2 separate regions of the Mus musculus genome follow, and region 1 is linked to region 2. The links are chromatin contacts, called in public promoter capture Hi-C maps. All regions are on one chromosome and are shown on one strand. The core of a region is the stretch at or near the end of the contact, and the rest is flanking DNA. Distances in the headings are between cores, read along the strand shown. Region 1 overlaps Top2b (topoisomerase (DNA) II beta). Region 2 overlaps Ngly1 (N-glycanase 1).

Region 1 (5,320 bases), core at 2,290-4,789, 98 kb before region 2:
AACAAAACACCTCTAACTTCAGTTTCTCTGCTCGTTTCATAAAGAGTTAAGAGTCCTAATTCTAACCATTCTACAGCAGATGGGAACCCCAAATCAAATTCTTAAGGCCTAGAAATTTCTGTTCTCTGTCAACAACTATGGATCCCTAGAAATAATACCTACATAATGTTTAAAATAATGAAGAACATTTATTTACTTTCTACTTTCACTTCAAAATTTATCTATATTCTATAGAAAAATATAGCAGAGTAAAACAATAAAAGTCTAACTTTGGACTTCCCAAAAATGTTAAATCAAGCAGAATAATATATGTAAGCCAAAGCCACAGTAAACATAAATAAATCAGCTCTAGAAGGTATCACTATTGAAGTAAACCACAGCACACACTATGTTAAACTTTTAACCAATTCTTATGGCACCATTTTATTCTACACTTTTATATTCTGATGTCCTTATCTCCATAAGCAATGAACAGATTTCCAGTTCTCCTAGGTCTCTCTCAGGGTTCATCTTGGTTAGGTTTGTTTGGTTTTCTTGTTTGTGAGTTTCAGGCCCAGAGTCTCGCGCATTGTCTTAGCTCCTCTGTCCTTCTTAATCATGATCATAAACAGACATAAAGTCGCAGACTTACAAACTACATAACCATGCCTTTATTAAAATATTTAAAAAGAAGATATGCATATCCTCTAATCTCAATCAATTTTAGCAAGTAATTACCTGTGTCAGTGGCTCCACTGATCCAATGTATGTATCAGGACGAAGGAGAATGTGCTCCAGTTGGGTCTTCTTCTGGTACACTCTCTCAACAGACAACTTCTTAGTAGAGTCATTTTTGTTTGCTGTCTCCAACTCTTCCTTTTTTGTAGCATTGTTCTGTTAGAAAAATCATCTAAATTAAATTTAAATATCCTAAACCAAGGGGCAAACAAAAATGTATATGGAGACATGACCTGGGATCCATCTTTCAGTCTTACTAATGTTACCTATCACTAGCACTTAGACAACCTTATACTGATCAGAATTAGTAGAGCAGGTCCCAGCTCTCTAAGATATCAAGGTAATGTTTTGTGTTCCCCAAAACTTCCCAAAGGATTCACGTTGCTGTCAGGTTACAGAATCAGAATAAAAACTGAATGGCTCTGAGGGTCACACAAAATAGTCGATGTAGTTAATAAATACAATATGGCCAAGATTATCATGGTTAGAAAGTGCTCAGGTTGCTCATCTTAGTAGATCATGCCAGTTTCAGTTGAGGTTGACCTAATACTAAAGCATCTATAGATTCATTCCTCTGCCAGTTCCAATGATATAGAGCTAAGTAATGGTAACTATTTCTACAACATCTGAGAACCAAACCAAACTTCTAAGTCTAAAGACTCCCCCTTTTCTTCACAGCAACAGAGCATTTCCTTCTTAGATTAGTCAGCTTTGGGGAATGCTGACTAATATGGCATCTTATTAATAAAGGAAATTAGGATGGCCTATTTTCAGTTTCTTAATATAAACATAATATCATGTCATAAATTAAATCTTTAAAATGTCACTATATATGTTGCAAAATAAAAATCTATGCCTTTTGAGTAATCTAAACAAACATACCAAAATAGGACTTGTAACAGAAAAACCTTAGGGAATTCAAATATTAACTGTAATTTCTTAAGGTCATGAATTTATTTATATATATATATATAGGCACTTAATAATGTTTAAAATACTAATTTTACTGAATTTTGCTATAGTCATATTTTCTTTCATTTATATACTTATCTATTAATAGTGCTAATTCACTTAAAAATAGCTTTGTACAAAAGAAAATAATTCCATAAGGTTTCCATACTCTATTTCTGTCAAGAGTTTGATGATAAACTAAATGGCCAAAAAGATGAACTATTACAATGGTTTTTTTGTTTGTTTGTTTGTTTGGTTTTTGTTTTTTTTGGGGGGGGGTTGTTTTTTTGGTTTTTTTTTTTTTTTTTTTTTTGGTTTTTGAGACATGGTTTCTCTGTATAGCCCTGGCTGTCCTGGAACTCACTTTGTATACCAGGCTGACCTTGAACTCAGAAATCTGCCTGCCTCTGCCTCTGCCTCCCCAGTGTTAGAATTAAAGGCGTGCACTACCACGCCCGGCTTACGATGTTTATAGCAATAAACTATTTGTAAAATGCATACTGTGATGGGATTGTCAATCTAATGAAATGTAGAATAACCTAGAAGACAAAATTTGTGGATGTATCTGTGAGGATGTTTCAAGAACAGTTTAACAAAAATGGAAAAAAGCTACCCTGACTGTGAGCAGCTTATGTAAAGTAAATACACTAGGAGAAAACAAGGACATCACCAGCACTATGCTTCCTGAATGCACATGTAATATGATCAATCAGCTTGCAGTATGGCCTGGTCCCACAGTTAGAGCCACTCTCACACCTGTCTTCCCCTCTGAACTGCCCAGAGTTACCCCCATTTTGTCCTGGATTTAACTAACATCTCCCAACTGGGAACATTTTCATGTAGCTGCAGCTACCATTTTGGTGGTCCATTGTTTACAAGGTAATTATTGTCTGTTGTAATCAAATGAACTGGACCCTCCACTCTAATCTCTGTCCTCTTCAAGCTTTGTTCTCAGGTATTTTATCACAGCAAAGAGAGAAGTAATAACCTATACAGGTCCTCAGAATAGTTAGCACAAAGATCATAATCACTAAAATCATTCTCTAATTACTTTAAAATGTGAGACATATTAATTCAAAGGAAGGTAATTTTCTATCAATAACTTAGAAAGGCGTCTCAATGCATGTGACTATTGGCATAAAGGTTGCAAACCTATAACAAGCACATAGGGAAAAAAAACTTTCTCATCAAGTTTATAACTCTAAAACATACATCAAAATGAAAATATTTTCAATATTAAGTCAACCTGAAGTCAGTGTCTACATAATTTAGATTTTGAAATTTGCCTTAGGAGTTTTTGCTAAACTGCACTGATAACTGGAGATGGACAGCATCTCAAAACATTTTCAACAAGTTAACCACATTCCTGCACCTTCTTAACAAATGGTTGCCACCACCACCACCCTACCTTCTATCTACTCCCAAATGGATATAAGAGAAAAAGAGGTGAGAATCTAACCTATCAAGTTCAAAGAATTAAACCTTAAAAATCAGAACACATAGTTTAATGTCAACAAGACTGAAGTTTAGGAAACCCCAAACCCCCTTCCCTACTGAAACACAGACTAAACTGTAATAAATGAATCACTCGTCCTTGTAAGAAATCCAGAGACTGCTTAAGAGGTCCTGTCTCTTGAGTGAAAAATACAAAACCACATCCACGCCCAGGAGCCCTCTCTGCAAGGCAGGACGGGAGGAAATGCAACTTCTTTCCCAGAGTTTTCCCTTCAAAGGGAAAGTAGAAGTGCTACCACAGGGACTGTTTGCTGTCTTTCTTGAATCTAGCACTGGCAACAGTAGCTGAACTGAGAACAAAGGAAATCAAAATGATTTAGTCCAGCACCCAGAGTCTGTAGTTCTAAGGATAGACATTAGGTGGAGCTCTAGTACCATGGCTTATTACAGTGTGTGTGAGAGGACACAGTAGGGCAGAGGAGTTGCCCAGACTGTTCCCTAAATAAAGATACAGACAATGCTCTTCCATGAACAAGCCCAGAGACGCTACACCCCTAGAAATGGCTTGCAAAGTCTCGTGACTCTCTGAATGGACTAACTAGCTGCAGAAACCACCCAGACTAGAACCAGACTGTTAAGAAGAGCTAACCCTGAGAGAAAGCAACACAAATAAATAAAAGGGGAAGCACACACACACACACACACACACACACACACACACACACACACAAAACCTTCCAAGGGATAGACTTAAATCTCCATGGGCTGTGGGTGCTCCCATCTGTAATCCTAGAACTTGAGAAATTAAGGCAGAAGGACTGCTATAAATAAAGTTTAGACTAGGCTTAGAGAAGATGTTGAGGGGAGGGGAGAAGAGTGGAGGGAAAGGAGGGGAGGGGACAGGAGAAGACAGGAGAGAAAGAGAAAAGGAAAAAATAATGGTAACAAGAAGATAAAGGAAAGGGAGAGATGGAGGTAAGAAGCAGCTCAGGGAACTGTCCAGATACACAACAAAACCAGAAAATCAGCAAAATAGTAAACAAAATGAGATAAACAGAAAATAAATGAAAAGACTCAAACATTGTTACTAAAACTGAAGAATAACTTAAAATATATGAAGACTCAACTTGGCCAATCACAAGAAAAAATAGTAACTATGAAGAAAGAAATGACAATGACAAAGGAACCACCAAAGAAAGAATTAAGAAAAATTAAAAGAACTTGACTCACAGGCTATCATCAGTCAAACAGAATGTTACACAATGTCTAAAGGAGAAGATAAAAATAGGAAGAACTTTCCAAATATGAGGAGAGAAATTGACAAATTTAAGAAGTTCACAGTCAAGCAAGCACAAACCTAAGGAACCTGTACTAAGATACATAATCAAACTGCCAACGCCATGGATAAGCCATAGGCCCATCCAGGGGGCAATGAGTTCAATTCCCAATCTCATAAAAAAAAAAGTCACGAGGGAGAGAATCCTGACAGCAATACAAGAAAACAATTCTCATATACTAAGGAGTTCTATTAGTTTCCCATCAGTTACTGCACAGATACAGACTAAAACGTTTTTTGTAAACTATTTAAGAATCAAAGAAGAAATCATAAAATAACTTAGGAAATATATGGGGATAAATAAAAGCAAAAAAAAAAAAAAAAGACGTCAAAACTTACAGGATCAAGACAAAGTGGTACCACATTTAAATTTTTAAAATGAAGATGCTGAACCAATAGCATACATTAAGAAACTATGCATAGAACTAAATCTAAAATTAATAGACAGGAGTCTATTAAGATTCAAGTCCCTCAGCCTTACTGTTGCCTCCCTTACAGAAGTTCCTTTGGCATGAGAATAAATTGGAAAAGAGAATGCTTACTAAAAAAAAAAAAAAAAAAGAGTCATCAAATAATATACACTATATACAATTAATACACTGCCTAAAATTCCAGAGGAGAAAGATCAACCAAAGGCCAAGTAACTAGTCATGTAGAGTGTACACATGATGGCTGTAGGAGCAGAAATGAGGAATGCCAGTGACTGAAGTGTTCATACAAGTAGTTAGACTGTATGCTACCTATCATACTTTATCTAGGACTTCATTACCATCTAATCACCAAGACCACTTCTGAGAGACTTGCCTCATTTGTAACCAAAATGGTCCCTGTTCGTTCTACCTGGACCTGAGGCAACTTAAA
Region 2 (5,478 bases), core at 2,199-4,698:
CTATGCTCCAATTTCAAGGGCACCAACATTCATAAAAGAAACTTTACTAAAGTTCAAAGCACACATTGCACCCCAACAGGATAATAGTGGCAGACTTCAACACCCCAGTCTAATCAATGGACAGATCATGGAAACAGAAGCTAAACAGAGACACAGTGAAACCAACAGAAGTTATGAACCAAATGGATCTAACAGATATTTATACATTTCATCCAAAAGCAAAAGAATATACCTTCTTCTCAGCACCTCACAGTACCTTGTCCAAAATTGACCATATAACTTGTCACAAAACAGGCCTCAACAGATACAAGAAGACTGAAATAATTCCATGCACCCTATCAGATCACCACAGACTAAGGCTGTCCTTAAATAAAAAAAAAACAAAAACAAAAACAAAACAAAAAACAAACAAACAAACAAACAAAACAGAAAGCACACAGACACATGGAAGCTGAACAACGCTCTACTCAATGATAACTTGGTCAAGGAACAAATAAAGAAATTAAAGGCTTTCTAAAATTTAATGAAAATGACACATCATACCAAAACTTATGGGACACAATGAAAGAAGTGGTAAGAGGAAAACTCATAGCTCCAAGTGCCTCCCAAAAGAAACTGAAGAGAGCTTACACTAGCAGCTTGACAGCACACCTGAAAGCTCTAGAACAAAAAGATGCAAATATGCCAGAGAGGAGTGGACTGCAGGAAACCAAATAGAAACAAAAAGAACTATACAAGCAATCAACCAAACCAGAAGCTGGTTCTTTGAGAAAATTAACAAGATAGACAAACCCTTAGCCAGAAGAACCAGAGGCACAGAGACAGTATCCAAATTAATAAAATCAGAAATGAAAAGGGAGACATAACAACAAAATATATCATAAAATAACTATGTTTGTTGAATAGCAATAGTTGAAACATTAAAATCATGTTCTACAAACATCATGGAAATATTTATAATTTTTCTCACTGTCCCTGAAATTAGCATTTTCTTAATATTTAACTTCAAAGAGATTTTGCTGTTTTGAAATTTTTCAAATATAATTACTGAAAAAAATAATTTCTCTCCTAGAAACATTGATAATCTTTTTAAAGTAAACTTATTGTTAGGCAATATACACAGATACATAATGCATTTTAAATACTCTCTCACTATGTCAGGTTGTATCATATAAGGGCTTTTGAATATAATTCTTAATGATTCATTTATAATATTTCATCCTCTTTTATTATGCTTAACTCCCAAAGAATATTTTATATGTTTTGAAACTATTTAGAATTCAACATTAGATATAGGATCCTCAGTTATAGATAGTATTAAATATTCCTTAATGATATTTTTAGGATATGAAAGGATATGAATATAAAAGATGAACAATTTTTATGTATTTTTTGATTCTCAAAATACTCAATATTATTAACATGTTTGATGTATAAAATACATTTAAATAATAAAAAATTAAGAATAAAAAAAGACACTGGTTTATTAAAATAGTCTTGGTAGAAAGATGTAATACTTTAGAAATTTCAATGGTGGATAAGAATTAGCTCACTTGGTAAACTGCCTAGAATGCCTAAGGCCCTGGGTTCCATTCTCTGAACTATATAAACTTGGGTGTGGCAGCTAGTTAACTGGAAGCGAGTAAGAGACTGCAGAGTTCTCAGCACATGGTGAACACCTGTATCACACCTCTTCCCTCAAGGCCTGGGGCGTCACCGAAGAAGAGGGGCAGAAAGTTTGTAAGAGCCACTTGTGGCTGACAGACTACAATTAACGTGCTTTCCAGACACAGCAGGGAAGCTGTACATGTAAAACTCACAGTAGTCATGGCAGCATGCACAAGACTTGTGCATACACTCAAGCTGGCAAAATCCCAGCACTGAAGCAGGGAGGTAGGGATGAAGTCCCACCATTATCTAGGGAGCTACTGGTAATTAATAATTGCTGGGGTGAAGACAGTTTTCCTGAAGGGTGTGACACCTGGTGTAGATCAAGCTCCAGGTCAGGCCTCACACCAAGAACAATCAGGAGGCAGAGGCAGGCGGATTTCTGAGTTCAAGGCCAGCCTGGTCTACAAAGTGAGTTCCAGGACAGCAAGGGCTATACAGAGAAACCCTGTCTTGAAAAAACCAAGAGTATTTGGGCAGCACACATTAGGACCAAAAAAAAAAAAAAATATGATATGTAGATGATATGTAGGTGGGGGTGAGGGAGGGAAGGTGAATCTGGGGATACTTGTGGGGTGGTAAATATCAAAATGTACTGTAGGAAATTGTTAAGGAATAAAGGTAATTTTTAAAAACTAGACATGCTGTTGCACATATTATCCTAGCACATGAGGTCAAGGATACATGAGATCTTTCTCAATAGGTAAATAAAGAGTTAAAACGGACTATTCCTGATATGTAAAATTTCAAATGTCCTCTTTAAAATGACAGCCACTACATACCTGCTTATTAAGCCCATTAATAGTTTCTCGAAGTAACTCTTCTTTAACCTTGGTCCTCCTGGACATCACCTCATCATGTTTACAAGAGTATCGCCAGGTGACATCAACTACCTGGAATCAGTTACAGAACACAACTATTTAACAAAAATCACAATGTTCCTTTAATTTTTTTAAAAAATAGCTTTATTTTTTAAATAGCTACAATGCAAGGAACTCTTACAAGTAACTAAGAAAAATATCCTGTGTTAGAATTTAAAAACCAGAGTTGAGGGTATTGTTCAATTAAAAAAAAGAAAGAAAGAAAGAAAAGCTGAGCATGATAGATTACGACCATAATCCAGGAATAAGGAGGCTGAGGCAGATCCGTGAGTTCAAGGCCAGCCTCACAAGCCATAGTAAAACTAAATGAAAGTGAAAGACATTGAAAAGAATATACTTTAATTTTTTTCAACAAAATAGTGATAAGTTAAAATATTTTCAGAATGTTAGATTTTCATATTGTAAAGAGGCTGCCATCGCAGAACTAAACAAATGAAACTTTACCCTCATTGCTGCATGACTACAGAAGCAAATTCTGACAGAGAGGACAAGTAAGGAGAGAAGCCCAGCCTCCTCAGCCATCTTGGGCAGGGCAGCTCAGTAATGTAGATGCTCAAAACAAGTCTCAACTAACTAAAACATAACACGCTCTAAGGAGAAAATAAGAGAAAATCAGTGTCAAGGAGCAGCAAAGCTTTCTTCCATATAATGTAAAAGCAAAATCTTTAAGAGAATTTGACTGATTTCTTTTCTTTTACCATTTAGAACACACGAGGCAAATATTAACAACACAAAATTCTAAAAACAACTTACATAAGAACTTAAAAAAAAAAAAGAAACCTCTAGACTCAGAAGAAAAGAGACACGGGTTTAGAAAATGAAACCTAGCTCATGCTCCAGGCAGGACACTGTGTCATTAGGGAAGCACACTTGGAAAGCACAACCATGCTCTCATTGGCAGGGCTGAACTTAAAAAAGTAAAGCCACAAGGCTAGTGTTAAGGAATGACAAGGACAGGAGTGGGTGGGTGGGTGGAGGAGCACCGTCACAGAGGCAGGGGAGGGGGGAATGGGATAGGGTGTTTCTGAAGGGGAGACCTGGAAAGGTGAAAACATTTTAAAAGTTAATAAAGAAAATATTCCCCCCACCACCGACTCAAAAAAAAAAAAAATAGTAAAGCCACACTAAACTTTGGCAAGGATATGGAGAAACTAGCAAATCTCATGTACTACTGGTAAGAAAATAAAATGGTGCCACTGCTTTGCAAAATAATCTGACAATGACCCAGCCATTCCACTCCTAGGCAACAAGAAAAAGCAAGTATATACCTGAATGTTTACAGCAGCTTAATTTAAGATTAAAAACTAACTCACCCACTATTCATCTATACGTAAATGGATACAAATATCCCTTGGACACCGACAGGGGACACACTGATTCCAATGACTTTATGGTGTTTACAAATGACAGAAGAAACAGCACCCTACCAATGTATGTGGCCCATATGTCAAGTACACTTTGAAGGTGTGCATTTTCTCTGATGTCCTACCTCATCTTTAGAGAATGCTATTATATAGGAAAGCTTCTTGCCCCATCCTATTTCATAAAGGAGGGGTTTGTCACAGACATCCTCACATGCATCACAGTGTAGCCACCGCTGCTGAGATGGAGAATAGACTTCTGTCCAAACATGGTCTACTCATGTGGGAGAAGAGAAAGAAAAGGGAAGTAGAAGTTAAGTTTATAAAACAAGAATGACTTCTAATAACTATAAGTAATCCTCTAAGAATCATATAATAAACTAACTTATAATACTTAACACCGAGTTAATTAGCAAGAACATTTTGTGGCACACATAATTATACAGTATTTGTATTTAAAATGTAGTCAGTTTAAGTCTTAACTAAAAATGATGTGTGCTGTGACTCTAAGGCAGGTAAAGCTTTCAGAAGAGCATCCGAACTAGTGGGCTGTGAAGGAATAAATGTGACTTCTGAAACAAGAACCTCTCCAGACCTGGTTATTCATGGTCTATATTTAGTTTTGAAATGGAGTCTCCTTAGTAGGCAAATGGATACCCAGGCTGGTTTCAATCCTCCTGCCTTAAACACCCTTGAGCGCTTGAGGCTCTATATTTGATTCTGAGAGAAGACTATCAGCTGAAGGTTTCATCTAATTCTAAAACAACAAGGGAAACAAGGAAAACCCTGGAACAGGGAAAGCGACTTTCAACACGAACCTGACATGAGTTTTTTTCTAAATGAAGAGCAAGTTTTCCTTAGTGTCTACAGAATGCAGTAGAGGCTTACTACATCAACTACAGCAATCCTTTAACATGATCTCTATAGCACGTTACTACACACATTCCCATCACACAGAACAAGGTACTGTTAATGTCACCGATAGGATAGAGTCCAGACACTGGGAATGGGGCAGCTGTGAGACAAATGTTACAGTCTTGAGATCTCCTGTGAGGCTGCTACTGCTGTTACCTTACAGAAGGTTAACAGAGAACTCAGGTGATATGAAAAAGAGAAAATGAGGGGCTCAGGCTGTAAACCTCAACTTCAAGTTTACAAAGCTCCTCTCTTCTGTCTCTTCTCTCCTTCTCACGCTGTACCTGTGTAATCCCACACATATCGAGCTTCAAACCCTAATGCACGGCAGCACAGAGTAAAACAATTGGCCCATTCACCACAGCGTCCACATCTTGTTTCCAAAAGTTTCTCGGGGTTGTTATATCTGTTTTAAAAAACAAAAAGACGAGAGCTGTGATTCATGATCAAAATCAAATTTTTAAAGAACTTAAATCACTTGTATGCTAAAACACCAATCATGACTTTTACTGTCTTATTTTAAAATACTGACTTAAAACACAGCCTATACAAGGTACTGTGCTAGTCTTTGTGAACCATGCTTAAAAGGTACAACTGTCTTCAATGAGTGTAGTTTACTATATGCAGTCAGTTTTAGTCTTAATTAAAAATGG

Evidence for each region. Capture Hi-C pulls out chosen DNA fragments and counts their contacts.
Region 1: a contact with region 2 is called in a promoter capture Hi-C map of adipose tissue. The contact joins two enhancer-like sites. A contact is called at or near these places in 9 of 484 Hi-C or Micro-C datasets (the AtT-20 cell line, CD4 T cells, MC3T3-E1-derived osteoblasts and 4 more), 2 of 115 datasets of contacts at active chromatin or transcription factors (acute myeloid leukemia and fibro-adipogenic progenitors) and 3 of 9 other capture datasets (adipose tissue, liver and pancreatic islet).

What each region holds. Positions count from the first base shown.
Region 1 is chr14:16,378,615-16,383,934 of GRCm38.p6, reverse strand. Top2b (topoisomerase (DNA) II beta) reads right to left here. Exons shown (of 36, transcript NM_009409.2): 2 at 718-873. Among named protein-coding and RNA genes, the nearest start is that of Top2b, 16 kb to the right of the region's middle. Within about 2 kb of position 3,539, at least 116 of the 459 cell types and tissues checked have an H3K27ac peak or open chromatin away from gene starts, as enhancers often do. A contact at or near this core is called in adipose tissue, where this site is marked.
Region 2 is chr14:16,280,446-16,285,923 of GRCm38.p6, reverse strand. Ngly1 (N-glycanase 1) reads right to left here. Exons shown (of 12, transcript NM_021504.3): 6 at 5,110-5,231; 7 at 4,039-4,184; 8 at 2,451-2,561. Among named protein-coding and RNA genes, the nearest start is that of Ngly1, 34 kb to the right of the region's middle. Within about 2 kb of position 3,448, at least 8 of the 459 cell types and tissues checked have an H3K27ac peak or open chromatin away from gene starts, as enhancers often do. A contact at or near this core is called in adipose tissue, where this site is marked.